2 separate regions of the Sus scrofa genome follow, and region 2 is linked to region 1. The links are chromatin contacts, called in public Hi-C maps. All regions are on one chromosome and are shown on one strand. The core of a region is the stretch at or near the end of the contact, and the rest is flanking DNA. Distances in the headings are between cores, read along the strand shown. Region 1 holds the start of BNIP1 (vesicle transport protein SEC20). Region 2 holds the start of DUSP1 (dual specificity phosphatase 1).

Region 1 (7,058 bases), core at 1,878-4,377:
CCTATTATATTAAAACACATAAAATTGTAGTATTAGAGTTGGAGTTCGCATTGTGGCTCAGTGGTAACAAACCCAACTCGTATCCATGAGGATACAGGTTCTATCTCTTGGCCTCACTTAACGGGTTAAGGATCCGGTGTTGCCATGAGTTGTGGTATAGGTCACAGACGAGGCTCAGATCTGGCACTCCTGAGGCTGTGGCATAGACTAACAGCTGCAGCTCCCTTTCGAGCCCTAGCCTTGGAACGTCCATATGCCTCAGGTGCAACCCTAAAAAGCAAAAACAAAACAAAACACTAGGACATGTGGGGAATTCCTTTGAACCCATGTGAGCATGGAAGGCCTTTCTAATGGGATCTCAAATCTAGGAGTCATAAATGAAGATTAACAAATTATATATGAAACAGAAATAAAAAATTTCAAATCTTGAAGGTCCAAAATACTTAAACGGGAGTTCCCATCATGGCTCAGTGGTTAATGAATCCGACTAGGAACCATGAGGTTTCAGGTTCGATCCCTGGCCTTGCTCAGTGGGTTAAGCATCCGGCATTGCCGTGAGCTGTGGTGTAGGTCGCAGACGTGGCTCAGATCCCGCATTGCTGTGGCTACAGCTCCGATTGGCCCCCTAGCCTGGGAACTCCATGTGCCACAGGAGCAGCCCTAGAAAAGGCAAAAAGACAAAAAACAAACAAAAAAAAACCCAAAATACTTAAACGAAGTCAAAATTCTGTAGCTTAAGAGGCAAAGCGGAGTTCCTGTCGTGGCGCAGTGGTTAACGAATCCGACTAGGAACCATGAGGTTGCGGGTTCGGTCCCTGCCCTTGCTCAGTGGGTTAAGGATCCGGCGTTGCCGTGAGCTGTGGTGTAGGTTGCAGACGTGGCTCGGATCCTGCGGTGCTGTGGCTCTGGCGTAGGCCGGCGGCTACAGCTCCGATTAGACCCCTAGCCTGGGAACCTCCATGTGCCGTGGGAGCAGCCCAAAGAAATAGCAAAAAGACAAAAAAAAAAAAAAAAAAAAGAGGCAAAGCTTATCTGTAGGAACAAATCCTCCTAATGAATAAAGAGCTCCTGGGAATGGATAGGCAAAAGACCAACAACCTAATAGAAAAACAGTAAATACAAATAGTTCTCAACCTTATTCATGATAAGAGAAATGCAAATTAAAAGGTGGCATTTTTCACTTGATCCAATTGGCAAAAATCCCAGTGTTTGTTATCACACCATGTGGGTGAGGCCATGAGAAAGCGGGCGTTCATACCACATCGCTGGTGGGAGTGTAAATTGATATAACCTCTAAGAAAAGCAATGCAGTTGTATGTATTAGAATTTTGAAATGCATGTAACCTTCGACCTAGCCATTCCATTGCGCTGGGCAAGTCATTATTCTCTCTGTGCCTGTTTCTTTATCTGTAGGAAGTGGATAATTCTACCTCAGGGCTGTTGTGAAAGAATGATACACATAAAGCACTTCATATAAAGTTCCTGGCACAAGGGAAGAGTGCCACAAATGTCAGTAATATAATAATAGCGGCCAATGTGCTTTGCATTCTTAGCATGTGCCACATTACTACATTGTGCTTGGTGCTTTTTATGTATGACTTCATGTAGCTGTGATCTCCACCAGCTAGCCTCTGAGGAGGCTGAAGTACCGAGAGGGGAAGCCTGCCTTAACCCTCACGTGGCCTCTCTATTAGATGCAGTGGAATAATGAAGGCCTGGAGGGAGGGGGTGTGGAACACTGGAGGAATACAGATGTGGGAGCACGCAGCTCCCCCCTTATTCGACACTATTCAAGGGGCCATATTTGGTTTTTGAGGGAAGGAAGATAGGGCTTTCACTTAAGGCTCTGCCACTTTTAATTTGGGCAACCTTGGGGCAAGGATGTTTTGTTCTGTTTTTGTCTTTTTTGTCTTTTCTAGGGCCGTACCCACGGCATGTGGAGGTTCCCAGGGTAGAGGTCTAACTGGACCCCTCATCGGTTCCCAGACCGCAGCCTACACCAGAGCCACAGCAACACCAGATCTGAGCCTCGTCTGCGACCTACACAACAGCCCACTGCAATGCCAGATCCTTAACCCACAGAGCAAAGCCAGAGATCAAATTCAAAACCTCATGGTTCCTAGTCGGATTCGTTAACCACTGAGCCACGACGGGAACTCGTTTTTTGTTTTGTTTTGATCTGGCCTTAGTCCAACTCCCGAACTGTGAAACTGGGTTATTACCTATTTCAAGGGTGGTTGTGAGGCTAAAGGGCAACAGCTGACACTCAGTTTTTCCCAGTCTATGATTGCAGAACAAAGGTGAATGGGGTGAGGGCAAGTGGGGAAAAGCATTCTAAGAAGGAGAAAAGCACATTCCACAACTACAGATCCAGACTTCCCATTTGCTCAGGGTGTTAAGCATCCAGCACTGTCACTGCAATGGCTGGGGTTGCTGCTCCGGCAAAGGTTCAATCCCTGGCCCAGGAACTTCCACATGTCCCAGGCACAGCCAAAGAGAAACCACCCAAAAAACAAAACAAAAACCCCACAACTACGGACCCAAAAAGAGCTTGAAGAATGCAAGGGGGGCGGGGGCGCTGGGTGGGGTAGCTGATGGTCTTGAGGGCCAAGTTAAGAAACTTGGACTATTTTATAAGAAAAATAAAGTGAAAGACTCTCTGTCTGTTGAGAGAGAGACAACAGCCAGGTTGTTATTTCCATCAAAACTACTCCAGCCAGGTAAATTATTTAATAAATCTAATTGTACACAAAAGGGAACCGCCAGGAGCAGAGAAGGGGTATAAACTGGAATGTGACTTACCAGTTGCGCATTTTAGACGCAAAGATCCCTAGCACTCAAGCTGGACTAACAGAAGATTCCCTAGGGACTTGCCTTGAATTTCGTATATTTAAAAAAGTGTAACAACGTTTGTCATTTTTTTCTTTCATTCCACAATTTATATTCACTGTAGAAAATATGAAAATACAAGAAAGTTTAAAAAAGTGTAAACAATTGTTAATTATACCTTTCAGAGATATCCCAGTTGATACTTTTCTTCCAGCGGTTCCCCCCACCCCCCGCCCCCATGCAAAAAACCCCGCATTCTTTAGAGTGGCTGATGGGCGGAGTATGCGGAGGGATCACCGTTAAAGCGTTCTCGATAATACCCTCGGCTCTCGCTCTCGCTCTCGCTCTCTCTCTCTCTCTCTCTCTCTCTTAACTAGATCCACACCAACAGGCCGACTGAGTGCGCGCCCACGTGTCAGGGAAAGTCCCCACCACTGCGCCGCCGCCCTCGCTCGCCGCAGGCCGGTCTTTAGGGGGCGCTGCCCCAAGGCCCGGCCGGGAAGGAAGGGAGGCCGGGAGAAAACGCGTTGGAACTTGGGCCCCGCGGCTGTCCGTAGTCAGCATTCCCCAACATGGCGGCTCCCCAGGATGTCCACGTACGGATCTGTAACCAAGAGATTGTTAAATTCGACCTGGAAGTGAAGGCGCTTATTCAGGTACTAATTCCCAGGACCCCCAATGGGGACCAGCGGCCCGAAACCCAAGTGGTTTTGGTTTTCTTTCAGCTCGGCGGTCTCACTGCTGAGCTTTCCCCATCTGGTCAAGTCTCCGAGGTCGCTGGCCCCGCCCCCTTTTCCTAGCTGCTCCCCTTTTGGTCCCGTTCCCTTCATCCCCTGGACTCTTCTCCTTGATCCTTCTTCCGGCTCCCGTTGGCTCGCCCTCTCCAAGGCCTCTCCTCTCCCTCTCCCTTCCCCAGCCTCCGCCTCAGGCCTGGCTACCTTTTTGTGGCCCCTGCCCCACTCCGGCCGTTTCCTCGCCCTGCCCCAGTCTCCAATTTACCTGTCATCCTGCTTGGCCCTGCCTTCTGACACCGCCCTTTCCATCCTTTGGTAGAGTCCTGGGGGCCGTTAACCCCGGCCCCTGTGGCCAGTTCCGTGGGTCTGATGTCCCGGGTCACCAAAGGCCCCTTGGCGCGGGAGGCACTGGATGAAGTGAACGTAACCTGGACGTTGTGATTTGTAAATTAGGAAATCGAGTCAAGGGCCAAGGCCTGGGTCAGAGGGCAGATAATGGCAAAACTGGGGTCGGACAGGGAAAGTCAGTATAGAAAAAAGACTTGAGTCTACTTCGTTTAACAGATGGGGTAATTGAGGTCCTTTGTTTTAGGCCGTTTGAGGGTAGAAGATAACAATAAACCCCTTGGCATAGGCAAGAGTTAGGAATGTAGAAATGGTTACTTGAGTTTAGCAAAAGGAAACCAAGAGTTTAAAATCTTCATTTGAGGCAGATCGTTTCCATTTACAACAAACGTTACTAAACGTTGGATGTAGACTGAGAATTTGCAGCCAACTGTGGTAAAAGGTGGAGGAAAATAAGGCTCCCCACAGAAGCCAAATGCAAAATAAACCAAATTAATAGTTTATTATATGGAGCAAAGAAGTGTGATTTAATGCATAATCCATAGAACAAGTGAGGCAACTTGATGCAAACAGTTAAACTCTTGAACTTCATGTTTCCGATGTATAAACTACAAACCTCTGGGCCAATTTTAGAAAAATAAGTTGAGGAGTCATAAAACAAACGAAACTGTCTTTTCACATAATCTATATTGCTTAAGCCCTTTTGGGCACTCTCTAGCTCTCTTTGTTCTTGTGATGAGAACAGTTGATCATAGCTAGAGTTAGCGCATTCTTACTGTGTTCCAACTCCTCTGCTAAACCCTTTACTACATACCTGATCTATGAAGTAGGTAATGTTGGGATGAGGAAACTAAGGCACATAGGACTCAGTAACTTTTTCAAGGTAAAATAAAACAGCTTATAATTGCTACAACCAGAATTTGAATGTACATAATATATCCTAGGGCCTGCTTTAAAACCTGGCCCTGGAAATTCTGAATGTCCAGAAGCAAATTCTAAATCTATCTTTGAGCATGTTTATAAACAGTGACTTACAATAGAGGGTTTATAAAATTAGATCAAGAAGTTAATCTTGTCATATAATGCCAAATATTAGCATCCTGACTTTTTTTTTGGTCTTTTTGCTATTTCTTTGGGCCGCTCCCGCGGCATATGGAGGTTCCCAGGCTAGAGGTCCAATCGGAGCTGTAGCCACCGGCCTATGCCAGAGCCACAGCAACATGGGATCCGAGCCGCGTCTGCATCCTACACCACAGCTCACGGCAACGCCGGATCGTTAACTCACTGAGCAAGGGCAGGGACCAAACCCGTAACCTCATGGTTCCTAGTCGGATTCGTTAACCACTGCGCCACGACGGGAACTCCGCATCCTGACTTTTAAGTTGGAACCATGTAACATTACAGTCTAATGTTATAATACGTCAGAGTTCCCATTGTAGCGCAGTGGAAATGAATCCGACTAGGAACCATGAGGTTGTGAGTTCAATCCCTGGCCTCACTCAGTGGGTTAAGGATCTGGCGTTGCTGTGAGCTGTGCTGTAGGTCACAGACGCTGCTCAGATCCTCTGTTGCTGTGACTGTGGGCGTAGGCTGGCAGCTGTAGCTCCCATTGGACCCCTAGCCTGGGAACCTCCATATGCCATAGGAGTGCCCCCCACCATTAAAGTAAAGCTACAGTCTGTCTTTTAGATGTCCATTCCTGTCACAAGTTGCTTTAAGTCTTTCATAATGGCTGAATGGAGTTTTGGTAAACTTCAGGAACTAATAGGTCAAGATAGAGTTGTGTTTCTATCTGTGCTTTTATGTTACTTGCTGAGAAGTTATCTAAAGCGGGATGAGAAAAATGTAAATTACATTGTTTTTGCTTGTGTTGTAGAGGTAAACATCAAAGATCAGGATGAATTTCAGTTAGTAGGCCAAACTTAGTTGTGACCTAAGCCAACTCTCTCACGGTACAGCTGGTGTCGTTTCATTTCATTGCCTTGAGAAAGGCTCCCTCATCTCTTCACTTTTTCCTAGGATATTCGAGATTGTTCAGGACCCTTAAGTGCACTTACGGAACTGAATACTAAAGTGAAAGAAAAATTTCAACAGTTGCGGCACAGAATACAGGTAAGTGTCCGCAGAGCAGGGATGCTGAGACTGGGCAGCATTCATTGTCCTTGGAATTTTTCAACTTGAAGACTCAGAGATCACTTGAATTAACTTTCTTTTCTCTACCCCTCTCTCTAACCCATCCACCTCAATTCATTACAATTATCTGGTAATGGTTTTTTTTTTCATACTGTCACTTTGGCCTCTTCCTCTCTGTTTCTGTGTCTCTAGTCGCATCATATGCTTATGTAACAGTCTTGAATTCAACTAGGGTATATGTGCTGTTTCCAAAATCATTAGAGCAAGGAAAGTAGGTGTTTCTGTGCTGTGCCCTGAGTGAGGGTAAGCTGGTAGCATGGGTCTGTCCATCCCTGGGCGGGTCTTGGGGCACCTGGTCTCCATCCATGTGATGCTGGATTTAGAGACTTGTGCTTTTTATCTGACCTGGTCCCAAATGCCAGCCCTTGTTGCTTAACAGAAGAAGACAGTCTGTTCCAAAGATACTTGAAAAACTGGCAGTTTGGACCCTGAGAAACAGAATGTCCATGTCCTGTGTTGCTTTCTAAGGGATTTTCAAGGGCAGTTTTGCCAGTATGCAGTTTTTGTCAAAGGAGGTCACTCTAGGTTGTCAGCAATGTCACTGAACCTAGCTGGTCTCTTTCCGCCTCCATCTCTAGTACTGATTTAATCATTTTAATTTTTTAAAACTTAACAATATATATTGTAGATCTTTCCATGTCAGTATTAGGAAGTTTCCTTATCCTTTTTTTTTTTTTTGCTTTTTGGGGCTGTACCTGCGGCATATGTAAGTTCCCAGGCTAGGAGTCAAATTGGAGCTATAGCTGCCGGCCTATGCCACAGCAACATGGGATCCAAGCCACATCTTTGATCTACACCATAGCACATGGCAACACTGGATCCTTAACCCACTGAGTGAGGCCAGGGATCAAACCCGCATCTTAATGCATACTAGTCAGGTTCTTAACCCGCTCAGCCACAATGGGAACTTCGTCCTCATTCTTTTTTTTTTTTTTTTTTTTTTTTGGTCTTTTTAGG
Region 2 (7,058 bases), core at 3,145-5,644, 320 kb before region 1:
CCAGGAGGAAGGGTCATCACCCAGGTTCCCCAGGGCTGGCCGGAGGTTAAGTGGCTTGTGCTGGGAGAAGAGAGTGAACTGTTTTCACTGGTGGCTCCCTTAGGCAGCTGCTGTATTTTTCCACTGCGTGGATCACACTGGAGATTAATTTTGGTTCAGCCAGTGCCTGCCAAGCAGAAAGTGATGGCCCGAGCCCATGGGGAAGTCAGCCATGGCATTTGCCACGGACTTGAAGTCGCTGGTACATTTCCACGAAGGGAGATATTTGCAATAGTAAATTTCTAGGGCTTGATAAAAAAATAAAAAAGCCCACTGGGTATGGTTTGTCTTGAAAGGCGTGAACATACGTGTAATCGGAAGCCCAGCCGAGGAAATGAACTTGCCAGTCCAGGGTAAGTTCTTAGAACATAGAACACAGGGATCTTTCAGGCCCTGGGAGTCAGGTGGCAGATGGTGAACCAGTGTGGGAAGGTCAAAGACACTGATTCTGTGTCAAGGCCTTGAACCCTGACTAGGGCCACCTGGAGAAATAAAGTAAGATGTTTGCTTTTTGCATCATTCAGCGCTTTGTCCAGAAACAAGCCCAAGGAGCTAAGAGGCCAGCCACTCAGGAGCTTATTGTTATTGAATTCAACATTAAAGGCTGGATTATGGGTTGGTGGTCAATTACACCTGCTGTTTTGGCCAGTTTGGCAAGACAGAGTGAAAATCCAGACTACTGCCCTGGAGCAGGTCAGATGGAATTGCCTATCTTCTTCCATCAAATTAAGAAAGCAGGGCAGCAAGTGATCTGAAGGCAGCGGCCACCAAAAGTGCTGTGTACACACACACACACACACAGGCCCGTGGGGGCGTGCTCCAAAACTTGAGTACTGGTCGGATTGGGGGCAGGGATTTCGGGGTATTTTGTCTACTTGGTATTTGCTTAGAGTGCTGGGTAATCCTTTTACAAAAATAAAGGTTCTTTTCAAAGGCAAAAAAAGAGCACATGAGAAACAAATGATAAAGTACAAAACACAGAAGGAGGAAGAAAAACAGATGTAGGCCCAATGTCCCGCTCCTGCCACCCAGCTATGCTGGGTCTCAGCATCTTCCTTTGCAGAAGATCTAGCAGAGCATTCCACAGGCAGGTAACACACCCAGCCTCACACACATAGTGTGCAAATATATTGGAACACTCTCATCCTCCTCACCCTAGCCCAGCTCAGTGAAGGGAGACTTTTCACATTATCCAGAAGGAGGTATTATATGAAAAAGGCAACCAAGCAAATGGCCATTTCTTTGGTTCTGGGAACACTTGGGCTCCCTGGGTGATAGGATGGGACATGCGTAGGTGGACCCTTGGAGCCACTGCTAACAGTTCAGCTCCGGCACCTGTTTTTTTAATGACAGATCCACACTTCTCCACCTCCCTGGCAACCCAGTCGTCTTGTGAGACTGAAGGAGCATCAGAGGAGCAAGGGATCAGATGCCCGCACACCTTCTAGAGGCCCTGGTTCTCCCCTATTTCAGTGCTGGGGGAGGGATCGGTGGGGCTGCCCAACAAATAAAGCATTGAGATTTCCATAGAAATGCCATAATTTATTCTGCGGTATAAAAAGTCATCCTTATGTAACAAAATGTCTTCGTAGAAGAAGAAATATATTATTTCGGGTCATAAATAATCAGCAAACATACAACTGTTGGCAACTTAAAAAACAAACAAACCCAACACTGCTGCTTTCCATCAGTGCTGAAAACAAACCTGCTCAGGATCTATTTACAAGAGGTTACAGTACTCAAACACAAAAATTGAGGTATATGGTTCTTCTAGGAGTAGACGCTGACAACTGTGAAGGCGGATCACCGACACAAAAATAAATAAAATCAAGTCCAGTCTCATACGTATGTGTCATTGGGAATGGTAACACTGGTAGGTATGTCAAGCATGAAGTTTCTTCAGGAAACAGGGCCCAGCAGAAAAAAATCGGCTCGCACACCGAGTCCTCTCTCTTCTGCCCCTTTTGTCAGAGACTTGATGCACCCACGCACGGCATGTTGGTCCCCAATGTGCTGAGTTCAGCAGACGGTCTTGGCGCCAAGTCATCCCCAGGACCGCCCAGGAACCCAGTGGAATTCGGATGAAATTAAATAAGGAAGGACCAGCCCTCGCGAGCCCCCTTCCTTGGAGTTATTGCATGTCTCCTTGCAAGAAGGAGCCTGGAGTCCCGGTGGGTTGTGAAGATCACCTCCCGTGGCCTTTCAGCAGCTGGGAGAGGTCGTGATGGGGCTCTGAAGGTAGCTCAACGCACTGTTCGTGGGGTGACGGGGATGGAGACGGGGAAGTTGAAGACGGTGGTGGTGGAGGCGCCTCGGTCCAGCACGGCCATGGCCGGGCTCCCAGCCTCCGCCGAGCAGTGCGGGGCCAGGACCTGGGACTCAAACTGCAGCAGCTGGCCCATGAAGCTGAAGTTGGGGGAGATGATGCTCCTCCTCTGCTTCACAAACTCAAAGGCCTCGTCCAGCTTGACTCGGTTAGTCCTCATGAGGTAAGCGAGGCAGATGGTGGCCGATCGGGAAATGCCCGCCTGGCAGTGGACAAACACCCTTCCGCCGGCATTCTTGATGGAATCTGGAAAACAAAGGGCAGCGGGTTACTTGAGAGCCCAGGAGAACAACCCCAACCCCAGGGAGAGGGTGTCTAAGAGATGCTGTGTGTGTCCTGTCCAGAGGTGGTCACTATCACCTCATGCCATCACATGGGCCCTGTTCCTGGAGGCGGATGGGGGCACTGCGCAAGAGGAACAGGGCATGTAAACCCAGACCAGGGCATGTGAGCAGACCCATGTGGGACAAATTAAGTCAACATTCTGAGATTCGGTTTGCTAACCTGTAAAGTGGGACATCAAATCTATGCTTCATAGGGATGCCACCCACACCTGACTGAGAGTAATGTCTACAGCTTAAAAGAATGTCCCTCAAGTTCTTGCTGTAGAGTTTAGGCTCGGTGGCTCAAACTAAAACAGGGAGGCACAGGTCCCAGGCATCTTGTTCCACTTATTTACCGATGAAATCGATTGCCTCATTGAACCAGGAGCTGATGTCCGCCTTGTGGTTGTCCTCAACGGGGATGCTCTTGTACTGGTAGTGACCCTCAAAATGGTTGGGACAGTTGGCCGAGACGTTGATCAAGGCAGTGATACCCAAGGCATCCAGCATGTCCTTGCGAGAAGCATGGTAGGCACTCCCCAGGTAGAGAAAGGGTAGGATCTCCACTGGGCCACCCTGAAATCCAGAAACATCCAACACTTGTCAAGCCTTGTTCAATGGCAATGCTCATGCCCACACCCACAAAAACTCCCTGAACAAGTCAGTTTCAATACTGGGTGACCTTCGCAGCATCTTGCTGGTATAGAAAATAGGGGACTAAGCCCAGTTGCTTGGGCAGGGCCAACAAAGTTCACTTCTGTAGTGCCAACAATTAGAGACTCAGCTCCATCATACCACTTAACCACGGGATAAATATCCCCGTGTCCCCCGTTATAAATAAAGCTGCATGTCACTTTCTATATTCTCCTACATTTACCAGCTGTTCCTTCTCCCCTCTGGTAAGGCCCCCTACTAACCTGATCGTAGAGTGGAGTGCTGCAAGAACTGCACCCTGATTCGGTGCTGTCAGGGACGCTAGTACTCAGGGGAAGGCTGAGCCCCATGGGGGTCGACTGTTTGCTGCAGAGCTCCGGGCAGGAAACAGAAAAAGCTTCATATCCTCCTGGGAATACAAAGAGACATTTTTTTTCCCATTAGTACCGCCGACACAGGGCACCCTTCAAACAACTCCGCTATCCAACGGGACTGGAAGTTTACCCCGGAGAGGCCCAGGCGAGTCTTTGTTCACAGACCAAACAAAGCCAACAAGTCCCCAGAATGCGGATCGAGCGCCCAGGCGCTCCAGGTGGGGCAGTCCCCTAGATGCTGAGAGCCGGGGGTCCCCGGGCTAGGCGACAGGGGGCGTGCGGCCCGCCCCTGAGCGTCCCCGAGGGCGTACCTTTGAGCAAGAAGATTTGCGCGCCGCGCGCCTCGCGGCAGAGCGCTCCGGCGGCCAGAGCCAGGGTGCCGTCGCGTTTGGCGCACTCCAAGGCAGCGCTGCGCTCGTCCAGCAGCACCACGGCGTGGTAGGCGCCGGCCAGCAGGCGGCCGCGCAGCTCCGCGTTGGGCACGATGTGCTCCAGGCCCATGGCGCCCTTGGCCCGGCGCCGCACGATGGTACTGAAGCGCACGTTGACGGAGCCGGCGATGTGGCCGGCGTTGAAAGCGAAGAAGGAGCGACAGTCCAACAGCAGACACTGCGCCGCGCGCTCCCGCAGCAGCGTCCTCAGGCCTCCGGCGTCCAGGGATCCCACTTCCATGACCATGGCCGGCCCCAGCGCCCCCAGCGTGAAGTCTTCTTGTGCTCTTTGTCCTCGGAAGCCAAGGGGAGGGCGACGGCTTTCGAGGAAAAGCCTGACCCTCGTTTTCTTTAAGCCAAACTCCAAACTGCCTCTGGGCTGAGCGAAGGGTCTTCGTGCGGGTCTCTCGACCGCCTCGGGTTCCTTACTGCTCCCCTGCCTGCCCCTCCAACCCGCGTAGAACCTACAACCCCAACGTCCTTCACGGCGAGTCAGACCCGCGGGAAGCGCGCTTATATGTGGCCTCTCGGCGGGCGGGGCGGGGAGGGGCGCGCGGAGGCGCGCGCGCGCGCGCGCGCGCAAGGGGAGGGGGTTGTTTGTTTGAATGACGGTCACGTGACCGGTGTGGTGACGTCACCCGCCCTGCCGGGCTTGGCGCCGGCCGAGCCAAAGGGGAAGACGTCATCGGCCTCTGAGTGGGGTCCGCTGGCTGCGCTCTGGCTCGGGTCCCATCCCCCGCCGGGCCGTCCGGCCTGCGCCTGGCGCGTCCCCGGGGAGCTGGCCCGAGCTACTCTCCGGGACCGGCAGGGAGGAGAGAGGAAGGGCGCGCGAGCAGCTGAAGGCTGACCTCGGTGTTGAGAGCGGCTGGGAGATCAGGCCGCATGCCACCGGCCTCCGCCTCCCTTCCCCCCGCCCTGTGCCCCTTCCCCGCGCCCCCTCCGCCGCAGAGCAGAACGGAAAGGGGTTTCCTGCGTTTTTGCAGAGATGTGGGCCCCTTTCTCTCATTTCCTCATCCCCAACAGGCGAGGAAACAGGTTCTCAAGGAGAGGCTATTTACTTGCCCAGCATCACGCTGCTGGGGGTCGAGGGACAGAGAGGAGCCTGAAATGAAGGTTGGAGGAAAATTAACGAGTTTGTCCAGCCAAGAACAACCGGGGTGAGTTGGGGTGGAGGTGTTCAGGGAAATATTTTCCTACTCCCCAGACTACTCTCCTGTTACTTAAAAATAAAATGTACATTTAACAAGTAAAATGCCTTCCAGTCAAACCCAAGAGGAAAAAGGTCTTTCTCAGTCATGTGCTTGCCCAGACCATTGTGAACTAAGAAAGGTTAGAAGATTTCAGAGGGCTGAAATCCTGGTCGGGGGGGTCGTAAAGTCAGGTCGAGGACTGCGGGGTTCCGTGTTAAGGGAGGCGGACCCCCCCCCCAGCGCGGCTCGACAGCGCCCTCCCGAGGCCGCCAGACATGTTTTGGGTCACGTTTACTTAAAGACAGTTGTAGCCACTCCATCTCTTTATTCCCCAAATGTGCACTGATTGAGCACCTAACTCTGCCCTGGGCTGGGAGCCTCCAGCTGGGAACAGGAGTCAGGAACAGGAGCCGGGCCCAGCCCCCACGCCCTGGTTCTCGCCACTAATATGGGCTTAACTCGAAATCCCCATCCTGGGTGCTCTAAGAGGATTACCAGGACCTGGACGCGCATTTGGGGAGACCCGCATGCGGTTACCCTCGTCCTGGGCTACCGAGTGACAACCCCCACCCCCCACCTCAGGCGGCAGAGCCTCCTTCGGGCGGCACCGATGTGCTAGGTACACAAACATAAACATTGCGCCACCGGGCTGGATTGCCTGGTCAGGAACATTCTGTGGTTTCCTACCCCTCCTCCCGGGGAGGTGGGGGCGGGGATTTCACGGCCACCCTATGTCGTTGATCGCGGATTGTATCACCGGGGGAAACTTCTGCATTTGTCTCGCTTAGCTTGTGTTCTCACAGGCTCAAGCTTTCTGTCTACATTTTAGAAAAGTAAGGGCTTTTTTTTTTTTTTTTTTAAAGGGCGTTTTCTACCTTCAAATGAACATTGGCTGAGGACAGCAAAAAGGTCCTCAGATAAGGTCAACACCCTCCTTGTATCTTTTTTTAAAAACGAAAAAAAAAATATTTGTTTGTACTACTTATTCAGCTGAGGAACTCATATTTCATGCATTGAATCATAAAATGTTACAGCCTCTGACTTTTCCCAGCATACCAACTTGACCTGCCCCAATTTTGGCTTTTTTTTTTTAATTTTTGAAATGTTTTAATTTTTTACCAAGAACATTCATTATACCTTCGCCTACGCATTAAAACACACACACACACACACACACACACAGCCTTTTTGTTAATACAAATATTACAGCGATGAGGGGCACAGTCTGGCCCTGGAGTCTGGTGTCTGCTGAGCTCTGCGGGTTTCTCCTTTCTGTCCCTTTCTGGAAAGAGCAGAACTGAAAGCCCATGCTGTCATGTTGCTTCTGGGTGATCCTAGATGAATCTCTTCCCCTACTGAGCCTCTAACCTCATCTGTACAATGGGTTTTTCAGCCGCCTACTTTGTGGATGGTTTGCGGCCCAAGTTAGAGAAGGGGAGTGTAAGGAACCCAGGCCCTACCCATCCCTTCTCATTACAATTCACTAAGTCTCTGGTTTTCCTCTCCCCAGCAGGGCAGTTCTTTTATTATCAAGCTTCTATGTGTTTCAAGATCTAGCACCAGAACCTGGGGAGGTCACAAGATGCCAGTAGGTGTGGTTGGTACAGAGGTCCAGCTCAGGGTAAGTTCCCTCCTTGAGACCAATCAACACATTATAGCTCAGGCTAGGGGGTCTGGTGGTAAAGCTGTACCCACCCAGGCCCCCAGTCCAAGGAGTAGAA

Evidence for each region. Hi-C and Micro-C count contacts between places; a contact is called where the count stands out from the background.
Region 2: a contact with region 1 is called in a Hi-C map of liver, with 1.9 times the contacts expected there. The contact joins the promoter of DUSP1 here to the promoter of BNIP1 in region 1. A contact is called at or near these places in 2 of 5 promoter capture datasets (fetal liver and liver), 4 of 47 Hi-C or Micro-C datasets (embryonic fibroblasts, heart right ventricle and liver) and 1 of 2 datasets of contacts at active chromatin or transcription factors (alveolar macrophages).

The regions. Positions count from the first base shown.
Region 1 is chr16:51,136,458-51,143,515 of Sscrofa11.1, reverse strand. It overlaps BNIP1 (vesicle transport protein SEC20), which reads left to right and starts at 3,127. Exons shown (of 6, transcript XM_003134044.6): 1 at 3,127-3,485; 2 at 5,928-6,020. The coding sequence starts at 3,402. It overlaps LOC102165988 (a long non-coding RNA gene), which reads right to left and starts at 5,070. Exons shown (of 4, transcript XR_002339699.1): 1 at 3,829-5,070; 2 at 3,008-3,433.
Region 2 is chr16:51,455,598-51,462,655 of Sscrofa11.1, reverse strand. It overlaps DUSP1 (dual specificity phosphatase 1), which reads right to left and starts at 4,394. Exons shown (of 5, transcript NM_001256075.1): 1 at 4,028-4,394; 2 at 3,606-3,751; 3 at 3,045-3,264; 4 at 2,306-2,611; 5 at 2,242-2,303. The coding sequence starts at 4,394. The coding sequence ends at 2,242. LOC102166710 (a long non-coding RNA gene) reads left to right here and starts at 4,774. Exons shown (of 5, transcript XR_001304774.2): 1 at 4,774-5,304; 2 at 6,851-6,958.